Regions from separate parts of the Zea mays genome. Here regions 1 and 2 are each linked to region 3. Evidence: chromatin contacts called from public Hi-C data. All regions are on one chromosome and are shown on one strand. Each heading gives the region's core, a stretch centred on a gene start, on an enhancer-like site or on the middle of the called end of the contact. The rest is flanking DNA. Distances are from core to core; before and after follow the strand shown. Region 1 holds the start of LOC100383371 (Protein VASCULAR ASSOCIATED DEATH 1 chloroplastic). Region 2 holds the start of LOC100276162. Region 3 holds the start of LOC100277940.

What was found. A called contact is a pair of places that touch in the nucleus more often than the background predicts.
Region 1: a contact with region 3 is called in a Hi-C map of leaf, with 2.2 times the contacts expected there. The contact joins the promoter of LOC100383371 here to the promoter of LOC100277940 in region 3. A contact is called at or near these places in 6 of 25 Hi-C or Micro-C datasets (bundle sheath, ear, endosperm and 2 more).
Region 2: a contact with region 3 is called in a Hi-C map of ear, with 3 times the contacts expected there. The contact joins the promoter of LOC100276162 here to the promoter of LOC100277940 in region 3. A contact is called at or near these places in 4 of 25 Hi-C or Micro-C datasets (ear, leaf and tassel).

Annotation. Positions count from the first base shown.
Region 1 is chr2:207,344,971-207,348,231 of Zm-B73-REFERENCE-NAM-5.0, forward strand. It overlaps LOC100383371 (Protein VASCULAR ASSOCIATED DEATH 1 chloroplastic), which reads left to right and starts at 1,559. Exons shown (of 18, transcript NM_001362074.1): 1 at 1,559-1,830; 2 at 1,955-2,017. The coding sequence starts at 1,648.
Region 2 is chr2:207,532,654-207,535,930 of Zm-B73-REFERENCE-NAM-5.0, forward strand. It overlaps LOC100276162, which reads right to left and starts at 1,802. Exons shown (of 3, transcript NM_001360977.1): 1 at 1,632-1,802; 2 at 1,114-1,251. The coding sequence starts at 1,722.
Region 3 is chr2:206,682,005-206,684,931 of Zm-B73-REFERENCE-NAM-5.0, forward strand. LOC100277940 reads left to right here and starts at 1,367. Exons shown (of 5, transcript NM_001366953.1): 1 at 1,367-1,829; 2 at 2,788-2,845; 3 at 2,921-2,927. The coding sequence starts at 1,419. LOC100282488 (alpha-expansin 9) reads left to right here and starts at 50. Exons shown (of 2, transcript NM_001155397.2): 1 at 50-547; 2 at 646-1,087. The coding sequence starts at 78. The coding sequence ends at 955.

The sequences.
Region 1 (3,261 bases), core at 309-2,808, 660 kb after region 3:
GAGTGCTACGTGTCTAGCGGAGGGGAGCTAGTGCCCTAAGTACACGCCGTCGTGGCAGCCGGAGAGGTTTTGGCACCCAGTTGGTGTGATGTCATGGCCGTCGGAGGAGCGCTGGAGCCTGGCGGAAGGACAGCTATCGGGGCGGTTGAGTCCTTGCTGACGTCCTCTTGCTTCCGTAAGGGGGCCGAGAGCCGCCGTCGTCAGGGAGCGTGCGGGGCGCCATCATTGCCTATCTGGCGGAGCGAGCCAGATGGGACGCCGGTCTTGTTCCCCGTAGCCTGAGTCAGCTCGGGGTAGGGTAATGATGGCGCCTCCTGTTGACGTGGCTGGCCCGCGCCCTAGGTTGCGTGATGTGGAGGCTCCTCCGAGGCCGAGGTCGAGTCTGTCTTCCGTGGTCGTGGTCGAGTCCGAGCCCCTGGGTCAGGCGAGGCGGAGACCGTCGGCTGAAGCTAGGGCTGAGTCCGAGCCCTGGGGTCGGGCGAAGCGGAGTTCGTCGTCTTCTGGGGCTGAGCCCAAGTCCGAGCCCTGGGTCGGGCGGAGCGGAGTTCGCCGTCTTCCGGGGCTTAGCCCGAGTCCGAGCCCTGGGTCGGGCGGAGCGGAGTTCACCGTCTTCCGGGGCTTAGCCCGAGTCCGAGCCCTGGGTCGGGCGGAGCGGAGTTCGCCGTCTTCTGGGGCTTAGCCCGAGCCCGATCCCTGGGTCGGGTGGAGCGGAGCTTCCTATGGCGCCTGCGGCCGGGCCTGACTGCCTGTCAGCCTCACTCTGTCAAGTGGCACCGCAGTCGGAGCGGCGCAGGCGGCGCTGTTTTTCTGTCAGGCCGGTCAGTGGAGCGGCGAAGTGACGGCGGTCACTTCGGCTCTGTCGACTGAAGGGCGCGCGTCAGGATAAAGGTGTTAGGCCACCTTTGCATTAAATGCTCCTGCGATTTGGTCGGTCGGCGTGGCGATTTGGTCAGGGTTGCTTCTTAGCGAAGACATGGCCTCGGGCGAGCCGGAAATATGTTCGCCGCTAGAGGGGGGCCTCGGGCAAGGCGGAGATCCTCCGGGGTCGGCTGCCCTTGTCCGAGGCTAGGCTCGGGCGAGGCGTGATCGAGTCTCTTGAATGGACCGATCCCTGACTTAATCGCACCCATCAGGCCTTTGCAGCTTTATGCTGATGGGGGTTACCAGCTGAGAATTAGGAACCTTGAGGGTACCCCTAATTATGGTCCCCGACAATACAACAGAGACTTATCGATATCGCTAAAAAGGATTAGCTGATTAGTGTGATATTGATAATGTTTTCCACACGGATTTTGCATGTTATAGTGATGTTTGTCGTTCCGTATTAATGTTTCATACAAATCTTTTACTTCCGTCGCAACGCACGGACACATATCTATAACATAGAACAGAGATATGTAAGTTATCGTGTTATAATTCGGTTCCGTTGCAACGCACGGGCTACAGGGCAGAAGAAGGCGGAGCAGAGCAAGAACGCCGGAGCCGGAACACGTCACCGTCAAACGTTCCTCCTCCGACTGGCCTACCCTTCTTTCTCAATCTTCCCACCACCCTCACACTTCGCCCTCCTGCCCTCCCGGCGAGGTCGCCTCTGCTTCCGACTCCGCTCGACTGCGCCCGACCCCAGTCTCGCCTGCGTCCACCGGCATGGCCTCACCCACGGTCGCCTCCCCGACCCGGGCGAGCCCCGCCGACATCCCCACCGCCGCACCCTCGTCGGCCCCCCGGCCGCGGCGCCTCGCGTCGGCGCCGCCCGCAGTCTACGCGTCTGCGTCCTCCTCCCCGGCCTCCGCCTACTCCGGGGACCAGCTCTCCGCCCCCGACGCCTCGGTGGGTGCCGCGCGCAGCGCGCTTGCGTGCGAATTCGATCACCGCTGGAATCGCACCGCATCTCCTTTTTTCCCCTCGTCTGCCCTGGGGCGTGTTTGACGTGGCGCGGTGTTTGGTCGTGCAGAGCCCGCTGCTCGCGAGCAGGAGCGAGGAGTACAGGCTTCTGTTCCGGCTGCCGCCCGACGAGGTAATTGGACGCGCGGCCGATTGGTGCCGAGTGATCCCTAGCTCCTCCCCCCTCCTAGCGATCGATCTAGCTGTTGAATTTACACCGTGATCGTTCCGTTCTGCGGATTTTGGATGCTCAAGTGCTCGTACTGGTGCGGAGGGGATTTGATTTCGTGGGGGCTTTGACTTATTGATCACCCGTCGTTTTCTAGGACAAACCTTATCGCAATTAATTCACTCCTTTACCCTTTGCTCTGGAGTATGCCATCATTTTGTCCTTTGCTCTGGAGTATGCCAGCATCTTGCTTTGACAGTTCGGTTTGATATACTGAATGTACAGTGCAGCAGCTGTGCTGTTGGCTGAATTATGAGTGAGTTCAGAGGAGCCTTATAATTATTGGTTGACTTCACTCTTAGGGTGTGTTTGGTTTTGCTATTGGCCCTAAAAGCCAAAAGTCAAACCAAAGTGTTGGATCCAAAAAGCAGTTTTTTCTAAAAACTGATTTTCTCGCAGTGCAAAACTGAAAGCACCTTGAACCTGTTTTTAGTGGCTTTCGGATGGAACTGTGAAAATATATATCGAATAACTTTTAACGGTTTTTGGTGGTTTCCACTAAATTTTTAGCTTTTAAACAGCACAACAGTTTTTTCCGCAGCTCACAGCCCACAACAGCTTTTTTCACAACATCTTTTTTCACAACCACAACCCAACCAAACAGACCCTTAAGCGGTTTGTAGTTCCATGAGTTCCCTTGCGCTTTTGATTTGGTTTACGGTTAGATTGCACCACTGTACAAAAAGGAGGATTTTGAGTGAGAATACCTAATTATCTTGCTGATAGTTGAGTGAAAGGTAGTTTGATAGGTGGATTTTGAGCAATAGCGCTTAAGCCAAGTGCCCATCTAATATAGCCTGTTACCGTACATGTAAGTTTATTTGATTCAAGTGCACTTGACATTCTATAACATTTATTTATGGACTATCCTCTCCATTTTAATAAAGGAAAACACTAGAGGGCAGACCTAGTCCTAGAGGTTCCTAATAGGTCTAGTGAAGGGATAAACCGAGGCAAGCCTTCTCTCGCAAATCCGAAGAGGATCTCGAACCCATGACATGGTGACTTAGTGAGACAAAGACAACTCTCACCACAGCACCAGGCCCGCCCTTCTGAATAAAGCAAAACAATGGTTTTAAAAAATGTCATTGTGTTGTTACACTTTTATGTATGCAAGTGAGAAACTGATACCACAATTCGTCGTTTGC
Region 2 (3,277 bases), core at 552-3,051, 850 kb after region 3:
CATGCTGGGTTCATTAAGGGCATGTACAACAATGTCGTGACTAGTGTTTGAACAAGTGATGGGACACAGATGACTTTCTTATTAAAATAGGACTACATCAAGAGTCAATTTTGAGGCCTCTTACCGTTTTGCCTTAGTGATGGATGAGGTCACAAGAGACATATAAGGGGATATCCCTTGGTATATACTTTTTGAGGACGATGTAGTGCTCATTGATGAAAGTCGGGCAGGATAATAGGAAACTAAACTTGTGGCATGAGACTCTAGAGTTCAAAAGTTTTAGATTCAATAGAAATAAAACAGAGTACGTGAGATGGGACTTCAACACTATACACAAGGAGATGTTAGTTTAAAAGGTCAAGAAATGCCCAAGGAGGATAACTTCCGTTATTTAGGATCAATGCTACGGAGAGATAGAGAGATAGGGGTATTGATTAGATGTTAGCCATAAAACAAAGCATGATGGAGGAAGTGGCACCAAACATTTGGCGTCTATGCAACCAGAGCATATCACGCAAACTAAAAGGAAACTTTTATATGACAGCAATTAGACCTGTTACATTGCATGGTGCAGGATATTAGGCTAAAAAGGCATCATGTTCAACGTTCAACAGATAATAAGTGTTGCGGAAATGTGTATATTATGTTGGATTTGTGGCTATATAAGAAGGGATCGAGTCCGAAATGATGATATACATGGGTACAGGTAGCACCAAATTGAAAAAAAAAGATTGTACAACATCAATTGAGATTGTTTGAATATATCCGATGTAGACCTCCAGAGACACCAATATATAGTGGGATACTAATACATGATAGTAATAGGAAGAGAGATAGGAGAAGACCGAAGTTAATATGGAAAGAGGAGACTAGAAAAGATGGAATATACTAAAGATCTAACTCTGAACAGAAATGAATAGAGAACAGCTATCGACGTGTATAAACCCTTAATTTGTGGCTTCAAACGATGATATACATGAGTACAGGTAGCACCAATTGAAAAAAAGTTTGTCCAACACCAATTGAGATTGTTTGGATATATCCGATGTAGACTTCTAACTTGGGCAAAGTCTTTGCTGTTGTTAAGATGCCATAAGCAAGTTAGCACTGTACCAATGTAGCGTTGCTCGTTGGCTAGCCTGGCGCGCTCAAGCATCTTGTCGAGGTCCTCCTTGAGCTTCTCGTCAAATTTTACCAGCTGGTTCACAAATACTGCACCGAGACCCATCCCCAACACATGCTCCCAAGGATCTATAACAATTTAGACACAATAAGCACGTGAGAATGAATCATCATATCTAAAAGGAGACTGGTACAAAGCACATACTGAAATCATGAATGGTAGGGTGGAATAGGGACCAAAGGGGTATCTCTTCGGCAGTATTGCCTCCTAAATCACGAAGAAATGGACTTCAACCCCAAAAAACAAGAACCATATCGCATCTAGGATCCCAAAGACCAAGGAAGGCGCCCAGACCAGACGAAACACCACGAGGGCAGGTGGAAATATCGCAGATCAGACGGAAATGGGGCGCCAGGACGACTCACGGAGCGCGGGACGCAATGCGTGATCAAGAAACGGAGAAATGAACAGGGGAATAGGAGAAAGGGAAGGGGAGAAAGGGATATACGGCGCATGTAGGGAAGCTTGCGGAGGGCGTTGGAGTACATCTGAGTGCCCAGTCCCAGGAGGGCGCCGATGATCGTCGGCGTCGCCGGCATCCTGCTGTTCTCCTGTCTCCTCGGGGCGAGGCTGCGGCGGTGGGGTGGACGACTGGACGGCAAGGTCGGGGAGAGTGCTGTGGGGACTTGTGAGTTGTGGCCGGAGAGGGACCTTCCTATCTGTTGGACTTCGTTGCTCTAGCCTGTGTGGGCCGCCAGTTGCGTAGGTCCAACGAGGGTGTGGTGCAGGCCGGAGAGCAAGAAGCCCATTGTGCTAAATACATGTTGCCCCAATTTGGCATTCGCAACTTCATTTGGTTTGCAATTTCCTCAGCATCGTTTTTAGTGTTCTTTTAAATAAACAGGGGCGTTGTGTTGTACTCCTTTACATCTAAATAAATATAAATATAAGATCTGTATCAGCCAAACTAACTAAAGTTTAACCAAAATTATATTGAATAGTGTTAATATTTATATCGTCAACTAAATTTATCATATTTGCTATTTAAAATATGATAGTTGTATAATTTAGATATAGAACATACTATCAAAAAAGGAAAATATTTTTTATACTAATCGCTTGTTTATTTTCTTTTTCCCAGAACTAGCTGACTAGCATATGACTCGTACTAACGCTATAATTCAACAACAGCAGAGAGAAAGGGTCGACAGCTACGGTGGTGACACGAGTGAGGGGACGCGGGGGTAGAGGGAGGGGAAGGCTGGGACTTCGAATGGGGGTAGTGGGGGATGAGGGATGAGAAATGATTTAAATAATATTGTACATTGGATTTGAGTGAACGAGATAAAAGAGTTATCTAGCGATTTGAATTATTGATTTTGATGTTGTGTTAAGTATAAGTGCAATTTGTCTAATGGATTTAATAAAAGTTATTGATGCGGGTGATTTGATTGGGTGGGTTTGTAAAATTTAAACTGGATCATAGTGGTATTCCGCATCCTCGGCAACCGGTACTTACGGCAATACTTCTTGCCGTCTCTCACTCTCTCTTGTTCCCGGCGAACTGGTGAGCTAGTGTGATTCACCGCGGTCGGTTATCTGAAACTTTATCTTGATTACTTACACACACTCATTATTATTTGTTGGTTTCTTCTCCGTGTGGTCGTCCATAAGCTAGCTCATCTGAAATTTTATCTTTAATTTGCAAGCAATCTAGTAACGAACTGCTGCAGCAGAAATCACACTTCTGCGCGCACTCAACTCATGCAAGAGGAACAAGTCTCAGTTACCAGCTGGCAGCAACACCATATACGTTTCAGCCTTTTAGTGCAGCCCTAGCAGCAAGAAATGCACTGTGCAAGGAACGTTGTTGAATTTTGTCAATTTATGCAGAGGCACACACAAAGTTTCTCCAACAACAAAAAAAATGCACTCTTCATATACTACTTGCAACAACACCTTAATTTGGTATCTTATCCAAGTATATGTGCACAATACCCTATATTATATTAGTATAATTCTGTCTTGCAAAGGATCTATATATATGTGTGTGTTATTTTAAAAATTCATTTTAACTCTTGTTTTTTATGTCTACAATCAAATAGACAATAATAAATCTAGACACATATATAAAATACATATATTAACGGTTGT
Region 3 (2,927 bases), core at 117-2,616:
CCTGCGCCCCTACGTATATATTACTATCACGTAGCTAGCTTGCTATACCAAGGACAAATCAAACCATAGCATCAATCATGTCTGGTCGTTCGTGGACAATAATGGCGCCTCTCCTGGCGTCGATGCTGCTCGTCGGGCTCGCCGTGGGCTCCGAGGAGGAGGAGGACGGCGGCGGCAAAAAGAAGCCCCACGTCAACCACGGCAAGTTTAAGGCGGAGCCGTGGACGGACGGGCACGCGACGTACTACGGCGGGCGCGACGGGTTAACTGACACCACGGACGGCGGCGCGTGCGGCTACAAGGGCGAGCTGGGGAAAGACTACGGCACCCTGACGGCGGCCGTGGGCCCGTCGCTGTACACCAACGGCACCGGGTGCGGCGCGTGCTATGAGCTCAAGGGCCCCAAGGGCACCGTGGTGGTGACGGCCACCAACGAGGCCCCGCCGCCGGTGAGCGGGCAGAAGGGCGAGCACTTCGACCTCACCATACCGGCGTTCCTCAAGATCGCCGAGGAGAAGGCCGGCATCGTGCCCATCACCTACCGCAAGTACGTCAACTAGCTACTCAAGGGCACGTACGGAGGTATACATCATATCGATCTGGTATGTATATATATACAACTCGATCCACGCATGCAATATGCAGGGTGGCGTGCGAGAGGAAAGGCGGCATCCGGTACACGATCACGGGGAACCAGCACTACAGCGAGGTGAAGGTGACCAACGTGGGCGGCGCCGGGGACGTGGTGGCGCTGTGGGTGAAGGGCAACAAGCGCGTCAAGTGGACGCCGATGAAGCGCAGCTGGGGCCAGCTCTGGACCACGGAGGTCGACCTCACCGGCGAGTCGCTGACGTTCCGCGTCATGACCGCCGACCACCGCAAGGCTACCTCCTGGCACGTCACGCCCCGCGACTGGCAGTTCGGCAAAACGTACCAGGCCACCAAGAACTTCTAGGGCCGGATCGGGCCGGGGAGCTGAGCCGCGCCCTTCTTTATATGTATATGCATGCAGCGGATTATATTGGACTGTTTTGTACTGTGTACTACCTTCTTTATTCCATGATAAACATGTTCCAATTTCAACACCATTGGTTTGAGCGGTCAGCAGGCAGCAGCACAGCACAGAGCACAAAAGTTCTGATGCGTCAGCTTCTACGATTTGAAACAATGATAGCACATGATGTGTGTTTTGAATTCGTATCTTAATCAATGCGCCAAATTGATCTGCTGCAACAATCGTTTCGACAGCAACAGGAAGGCGGGCTCATTGCAATTATTTTGGGCTGGGCCTGGAGAATAGGCAGGCCCAGCCAGGCGAATGGATCTCCTTTTTCTCGGCCATTTCCATTTCTAATTCAATCGGCGACGGGGGAGGCGCTGCAACGCCACAGCAGTACAGGCTTCCTCCGCCATCGGCAATGGACGACAGCGACCTCGACTCCGCAGCGCTCTGGGCCGCCATCGACTCCGCCGCTGCCAAGGCCTCCTCCCGCGTCCGCTGCGCCGCCAGCGACGACGACCACCGCGGCGAGGTGCTGCAGCCGGCCCGCCCGTTCAAAAACCCGCGGCTCGTCTCCGCCTCTCACGCCACACCGCCTCCCCCCGCACCGCTGCCTCTGCCCTCGCCATCGCCCCGGCTTCATGCGTCTCCCTACGCCACGCCCGACGCAGCGGCAGCCAGGAACAGGCTCCAGGTCGTTGAGAGCCCCCCGCCCCATGAGCTCTGGGGGCTTCCCATGGCGAGCCCCATCGCCGCCGCCTATGACGGGGGCTTGCTCCCCTCCCTCTCCGTGGCCAACTTCAAAAACTACCAGGACGTAGCTCTCTCGGTGCGTCCCTCACCCCTCCCGCCACCCTCCCACTGTCCCACACACACCATTGTATTGCCCCGTCAACTTGTACTTGTTCTATCGTCTCGTTACACTTTGCAAGCCGATAGAGTGTAATTAGTGATTAAGTTGCTGATAGAGTTACTACTAGCAATTTGTAATTATCAAGATGGGAACCCTTAACTGGCATTGGAGAAACAACTACAGTCACGCTCGGGTTGTCTCTGTTTTGGGCTACTGACATAGAAAATGATAATCTGTAGAAATTCACGCAATGACGGTAGTTAAGCTTGAGTCATGTTTGTCTTGCCCTGCAAAACATAGATAATGATGCTCTGCAGCCTGCGAAACCAGATCCTCTGGGTCCATGATCAAACAGAACTAAGTGGACTCAGTTGCCTACCATAAGTCCATAACTAATAGTGGCCCTCCCAGAGGGGATTGTTGTGCCTTGATAGATCACTCAAGGAAATGAATGAACTTCACTTATATTCACTATGCTTATATGATGGGGGATCAGAGTTTATGCCTCATGTATATCTGCTTCTTCTTAGGTCATGTATCGGTTAGTTGATGATATTATTAGGCACCATTAATATCTGGCTGTTTGTGTATTTGGTTTTTTGATCACCTGTTAAAAGGAACATATTGACAAACTTATGTTCCATGTGATAACTTTGTAAAGTTCAGTAGTATTTAACTTTGATTTGCTTTGCTGCACTTTCTCAAACTAAACAAATGTGTGTAGTGTGCTCTCATTGTCTCATTTTATGTGTTCAGTATATAATCTTATGTAATCTCGATAGAAAATTGTCACGTTCGATGCCATGGTACACATATGCTTTTGATGCAGAAAAAGATATCAAAGCTTGATCTTCAGTGGATCTTTCGACTTTAGCTGCTTCGCCTTCTCAAACTCTATTATGAGTTTTGACATATTTTCCTTGACTGGTTTCAGATTTTGGAGAGAAGTGACTACACCACTATCAGTGGGAACCCGTACATAAAGAAGTCAGGTGCTCACTTGACATTGTGTCACTGTGAGTTGTTGATAGAATCTTCATGGAGCTCACTTCTATCGTCCTTTTCAGGGTGGAG